Linked DNA regions of Scatophagus argus: region 1 is linked to region 2. The links are chromatin contacts, called in public Hi-C maps. All regions are on one chromosome and are shown on one strand. Each heading gives the region's core, a stretch centred on a gene start, on an enhancer-like site or on the middle of the called end of the contact. The rest is flanking DNA. Distances are from core to core; before and after follow the strand shown.

What was found. A called contact is a pair of places that touch in the nucleus more often than the background predicts.
Region 1: a Hi-C map of muscle shows a contact between it and region 2, with 3 times the contacts expected there. The contact joins the promoter of znrf2b here to the promoter of LOC124064909 in region 2. A contact is called at or near these places in 2 of 2 Hi-C or Micro-C datasets (both in muscle).

Annotation. Positions count from the first base shown.
Region 1 is chr9:3,320,400-3,323,240 of fScaArg1.pri, forward strand. znrf2b (E3 ubiquitin-protein ligase znrf2) reads left to right here and starts at 1,587. Exons shown (of 5, transcript XM_046399765.1): 1 at 1,587-2,764. The coding sequence starts at 2,341.
Region 2 is chr9:3,047,387-3,050,361 of fScaArg1.pri, forward strand. LOC124064909 (pituitary tumor-transforming gene 1 protein-interacting protein) reads left to right here and starts at 1,458. Exons shown (of 7, transcript XM_046399771.1): 1 at 1,458-1,737; 2 at 1,999-2,045; 3 at 2,749-2,857. The coding sequence starts at 1,617.

The DNA.
Region 1 (2,841 bases), core at 337-2,836, 270 kb after region 2:
TAAAGATAAAAGCATCCTAATTAGTAGGAAAGTCATGTATGAACGCAAACAAAGGCCATGATAAATGTTCATTCATGAATAAAAATCAGTTTCTCAAATTCATTCTTGAATCTCATGACGTTCAAATTTCAGACAAAAGACAATAAACTAAACCACATATTTCAGGCAGATTGATCTCAAAGTAAAACACACTATACTCATGAGAAATCACTTTTCTTTACAGCTGATGTCTAGTGTGTTGTTTACACATAGATTTGACATTATTTAGTGCATGGGGCTAAGTTCACAAACAGAAACAAACACTGAGGGCCTATGATGATACCACACTGTGCTAATAAAACACAACATGAAGACTGCATGTTGTTTACTAGGTCTTCTTAAAAACATTAGAATGAGTTCAGAAGGAAGACCATAAATGTAGCGTGAGACTCTGGTTGTTATTGACGTTGCTGCTCTCCTGCTAACGTCACTCGAGACGGAGGTACAAAGCTTATCACATTTCCATATAAATACACCGCCGGAGCAAAAATGAGCCATTTGGATTTCAAAATAAGAGCACGACTTCCATATTTTGAAAATTGTAATAAACATTGCATCAATTGTTGCGCCTTATTAAGTGAATTTGTCGGCCTGTATAAAATATGAAGTGACAAGATGTGTCATACAAATTGCAAAATGTTTCACAATGTTTCACAACTCATAGACCGAGGGACATGAAGTACACCTTGGACTGGTCAGCAGTCAGTCACAGGGCTGACGCACAAAGACAGACAATCACACACACTCACACCTAGGGGCAATGTAGAGTAGACAGTTAACCTGATGTGCATATTCTAGGGATTGTAGGAGGAAGGTGGAGTGCTTGGAGAAAACCCAGGCTGGCACATGAGGAAGATGAGAGCAGTTATAATATTCATTGTGATTATCTAATTAACCTAATCACAGATATGTTGGTGCCAATAAATGACCAGACGGCAGTATAAACATGTCAAACATATACTACGTTTGAGGTCATTTTCTAAAACAGCATTGTTTTGTTTGTTTTTTGTTTTTTTTTTTGTTTTTTTTTACTAGCTTAAAATCAGCATGTTAAAGATATAATATGCAGGAACTTCCTGAAAAACAATGTATGAAAATACATCATACAAAAATAATCCCTCTCAGTCATCACTTATGACCCACTATCCTGTCTTCTGCCTGTATTTTTCTGTGTTTGAGACCTTTGAGCATATCGTTAATTCTGAAAAAGGACAGTTAATTGTTTAGTCTCATTTCAAATCATCAGATATCAGAGTTTTGGGTTGGTGGCTGTTTGACAACTCGGGACACTCAACAATCAACTATCTTCTTCCAGAACTGTCCAATGCTTCATTTATAAATGTTGAATTGGTGAATGTTATGCCTTTAACTATTTCATTGTGATCATATTATTGTGCTAATGCTATGCGGCCTCACAGAGTAGGTGGGTTGTAGAGTCAGCTCATTCATGTCATGTTCAGTACAATAATATTGTGAATGAAATCATTTGGTGTCATTGTGCTGGTATCATTATCACTTGATAGTATAGGCATTTACACTATCAATATAAATGAAATTGAATAGAACCACTTGCCAGTATACAGACAGCCCTACAAACTACAGGCCTTAGCATCTCACTTAAACAAGGTTGTAAAAAATATAAACTATACAAGACAGGATTTACTTCTTGCCTGCTTTAGCTAACTGAACCAATTACGCTTTGGACTGTCAGTGTTCCATGTGAAATACCGCAATGGCTTTATTTTGAAACCTTTGAGCGGAAATACTTGCGAGCTCAGCTTACTTGACGCCTCGCCTGCGCACTGAGTCTCCTTGCTGCCGCCGATAAAACGGTTCCGTGCAAGGCTTTCTCCTCCATCACTTCCTTCTTTTGAGCAATGTGTTGTCAGGCAGGGAGGTGTGAGGAGTGAGCTCTTCACTCCTTCATGCTGCTCAGAAGTCATGGCGGGGCGGACACCGAGGAGTAACCAGCGGCCGGAGCTCAGCAGGTCCACAACAGCGGCTCAGACGAGGACGGATCCACGTTACCTGCAGCACGGACACAACTATTACTGACGGAATACAATGGTGACGGCTTCTAAAGTTTTACGTACATCTTTGGCTCTTGTCAACTTTTCACTAAGTTGCATTTTCCTTATGTCGATGGGATCGTAGCGACGCAGAGTTTGTTCTGCTTTTCTTTTCTCCCAGTACGACTGTCCTGTAAAGCCATCTGCCTCGGGCGTAAATCTGGCGCTCTGTCCCGCAGTGGCTCATAGAGCGCCTCTTTAATATTTCAAAGCCGAGTCAGGGGAGGTTAACATGGGGGCAAAGCAGAGCAGCCCAACTGCTAATCCAGCTGCTAACGGACGGACCAGAGCCTACTCCGGCTCGGACCTGCCCTCCAGCACGTCCGGCAGCAACGGCAGTAATGTTAGCAGGACTACCGCCGGGGGTGTGAGGTACCACGCGTACAGTGCGTCCGGGGCGTCCGCAGGCGCGTCCAGCGCAAGCCATCACCTCGGAGCCAGGGCAAGGTCTGTGGGGGGTTCCGGAGGCTCCGGGACCTCCAGACCCCAATCCGGCATCAACATCCCGAACAGCAGCGGAGCCTACAGCTCCCAGGAGTCCGGCGGCAGCAGCCCGGAGGAAGCGGCGGACAGGGAGCGTTCAGGAGGAGGGCGCGAAGGTCCCCGGCTGTTGATAGGATCGCTGCCAGCACACCTTTCGCCTCATCTGTTCGGAGGTAAGAGGGCAGAGCCTCTGTGTTATGTTGACACAGCTCAGTGACTCGCTGAACTGAAGTGACACTAACGCTTGTTT
Region 2 (2,975 bases), core at 208-2,707:
TCTTATCTCATGTGAGCCTTTCATAAATGAGTTGACATATATTGAAGTAGTAGAAGAAGAAGAACTTTATTTACATAGCACCTTTCAAAAACCAGACTTCCAAAGTGTTTAACAATCATTTCAAAAGAAAGACCAACAAATCATATACAAATAGAAGGCAATAATCAAAATATAAATTTTATACAACCGCTGAGATCTCCACAGAGGTTTGAAAGTTTAACGTTCACTGGACAATGTTAACGTGTTTAAGATCTCTGCTGTCTTCCTGGAGACAAGTGGTAATGAGGATGGATCGCTGTGTCACCTGCTGCAGCTCGAAATGAGCGTGTCCAGGCTCAGCTCGGGTGGGATGGTGTTCACGAAGAACACGTGCATTTGTCATTTACATGAACTTGTAGAGAACATAAAATATCAGGAGCTCATGCAAAACCTGTCAAACACCTCATTAACAGACAGACAGATGCAGTCATCATGAGGATTCATGACTTCAGGGTAGTTCCTCCTGGGCAGAGAGCCAGACGTGTGTGACATTACTGCCACCTGCTGGTCACCCAGGGTCAGAGGCTTTTCAGTTCAGTTTTCATTAGAACGCAACACGCTGGGTTGCATCATGACGCCATAGCAGATAAAAAGTGGTAACACAAGAGTGATTTCGCTCTGAAAGGATCACGTGTGGTCACTAAAACACAATTTCCTCTCAGTGATTGCAGTTAAATAGGTGTTGCCTCTTCCGCCTCCAGTCAGCTCACACATAGCCTACACAATGTTATGGACTTCAAGATTCATTTTCAAAACACCAATGACTTGACATTGAAAACAAGTTCTCAGTTGACACAGACATCTTTTAAAACATTTACTGACATGGGCAAATCTCAAGGCCATAACCACTGAGTCAACATTTAGAGGAACCAAATCTGTCAGGATCTTCATCTCCCATTAGTTTTTCAAGTTTGAATACATTTACATACCGGGTTTGATATGGACTTCATCCAGCAGCTGAGCTACAGCCTCACCACATAAACAACATAAAACTGCAGTAGCCAACACAGTTAACACTTCAAACGGTGGTACTGTAATAATAATTTGTTAAGATTGGTTATTAGTAAATTACGAATGTGTTTGCTAATTATTATTAGCTGTTGACGGCGATGCATGGTTCCTGCAGCACAGCAACTGTTTCACCTATATGTTTTATGTCAACATATTAAGGGGGTGCACCTTTTCCTTTACATAATTGTGCTTGCATATTTTCTATCTTTATTTATTAATTTATTTTTTATTTTACTTTATTATTTACTGAAATAAATGTATAAACCTAATAGAAAAAGAAAAGGCGTAAACATGTAGCTGCGTTTCATTACCTGTTAATTTTGAGCGGACGGTCGTTTGTATCTTCGGTTAAAAGCATAACTCCTCCCGCCCGGGCTGTCAAGATTACACCAAACGCGCTAACCCAAGACGCCCAGGAAGTGACAGCACATTAGATCCAGGGCAAAACAGCAACAACAGTTTATCGACAGAGGCTCAATTTAAGAAGGGCAAGTGTCGAAAAAGTGTCGACCAGCAGATATTCTTTATTTTTCAGACGCAGTCAAACTCGGTCTGCTGTTTTAATCATGGCTTCTTTTACAACCGAAAGACAAACACTGACCACTTCGGTGTTTTTTTGTGCCGTCGCAGCGTTTGTTAGCTTTGTTAGCCAAGGGGAATGCCAAACAACTCCACCACCACCGACTCGTAAGTTCAGTCTTGGTTTGAAAAGCAGTAACGGTGCAATCCTCGTTGCAATTGACAAAAGGTAGCGGGTTTTTCTGCTAATAAGAAACTTTAATGACAATTTGTAAGTAACGCGAGTTTAGTACTGTGAAGTACTAAAGTACTAAAGTGAAGTAGTATTTCCATAATACGTCACACTGTACACTGCAGCCACAGTGCTATTAATTGATTTTTCTACTTTCGAGTATCGTCAGTTCCATTTTTGGTTATCTCTCTTTTCAGACTGCTCTGCCTACAAAACCTGTGACGACTGTGTTCCACATGCCAAGGTAACGGTGCCAGGAGCAACTCGGCTGCAGTTTTTGCAGATTAGATCAGACCTTTGCTCAACCAAACTAATCTTCTAAATCGTCATTTTATTGTCCCTTGTTTGTTTAGACAGTGACACAGTCAAACCTACTGAACCTCCCACGACTTGACCTGCTTTAAAAGCCGAGTGTGCCTTTACAGATGCGCGAGAAAGCATAAATGCGCCATATTTTGTTTGATGTGACGGTTTTTCGGTGCAAATGTGAATAAAAATATAATGAGGGCAGGACACGATCTGATGACCTTGTCGTCAGCGTACACCTTTGATTTATGTAATGCTGTAACTAAAGATTTTTTTTCCCATGATTCATTCCTCTGATTGTTTCTCACATTAATAGTTTGATATGTAAAATGTTAGCCAGATTAGCTTCAGAATGTCCTAAATCCCAATTTGATGTCTTCATATTGCTTGGTGTGTATGTCAGTCAGTCTAAAATCCAAAGATGTGTTCAAGTTTATTAACACATAAGACAAAGGATCACAGCAAATCCTTAGAAATTAATGTAAAGCTAGAGTCAGAACTGATTAATTGATTAGTAAAGTAGGTGCCGATTAATTTACTATTGATCGATAAAATTGTCAGCAGGTTCATTGCAGGTTCAGATCTGGATAAGCTGAAGCATAGCATGTGGATGGTTTGATGTTTGTGTTTTATCTGCACAGTGTCTGTGGTGCCTCACCACCAACAACTGCACAGAATACCCAGTGAGCTGGTTGCTGCCTCCAGCATCAGTATGCAAGTTGTCCCAGGCCCGTTGGGGAATGTGTTGGAGTGAGTTGGTCCTGTTTCGATGCATCTGCTTTTCTCTTTCATTTGTCATGCTACAAGATTGCAATCATTCTTCCCACGGATTTCTTTCTGAAAAAAGTAAATGTTTAAAATGGTTTTA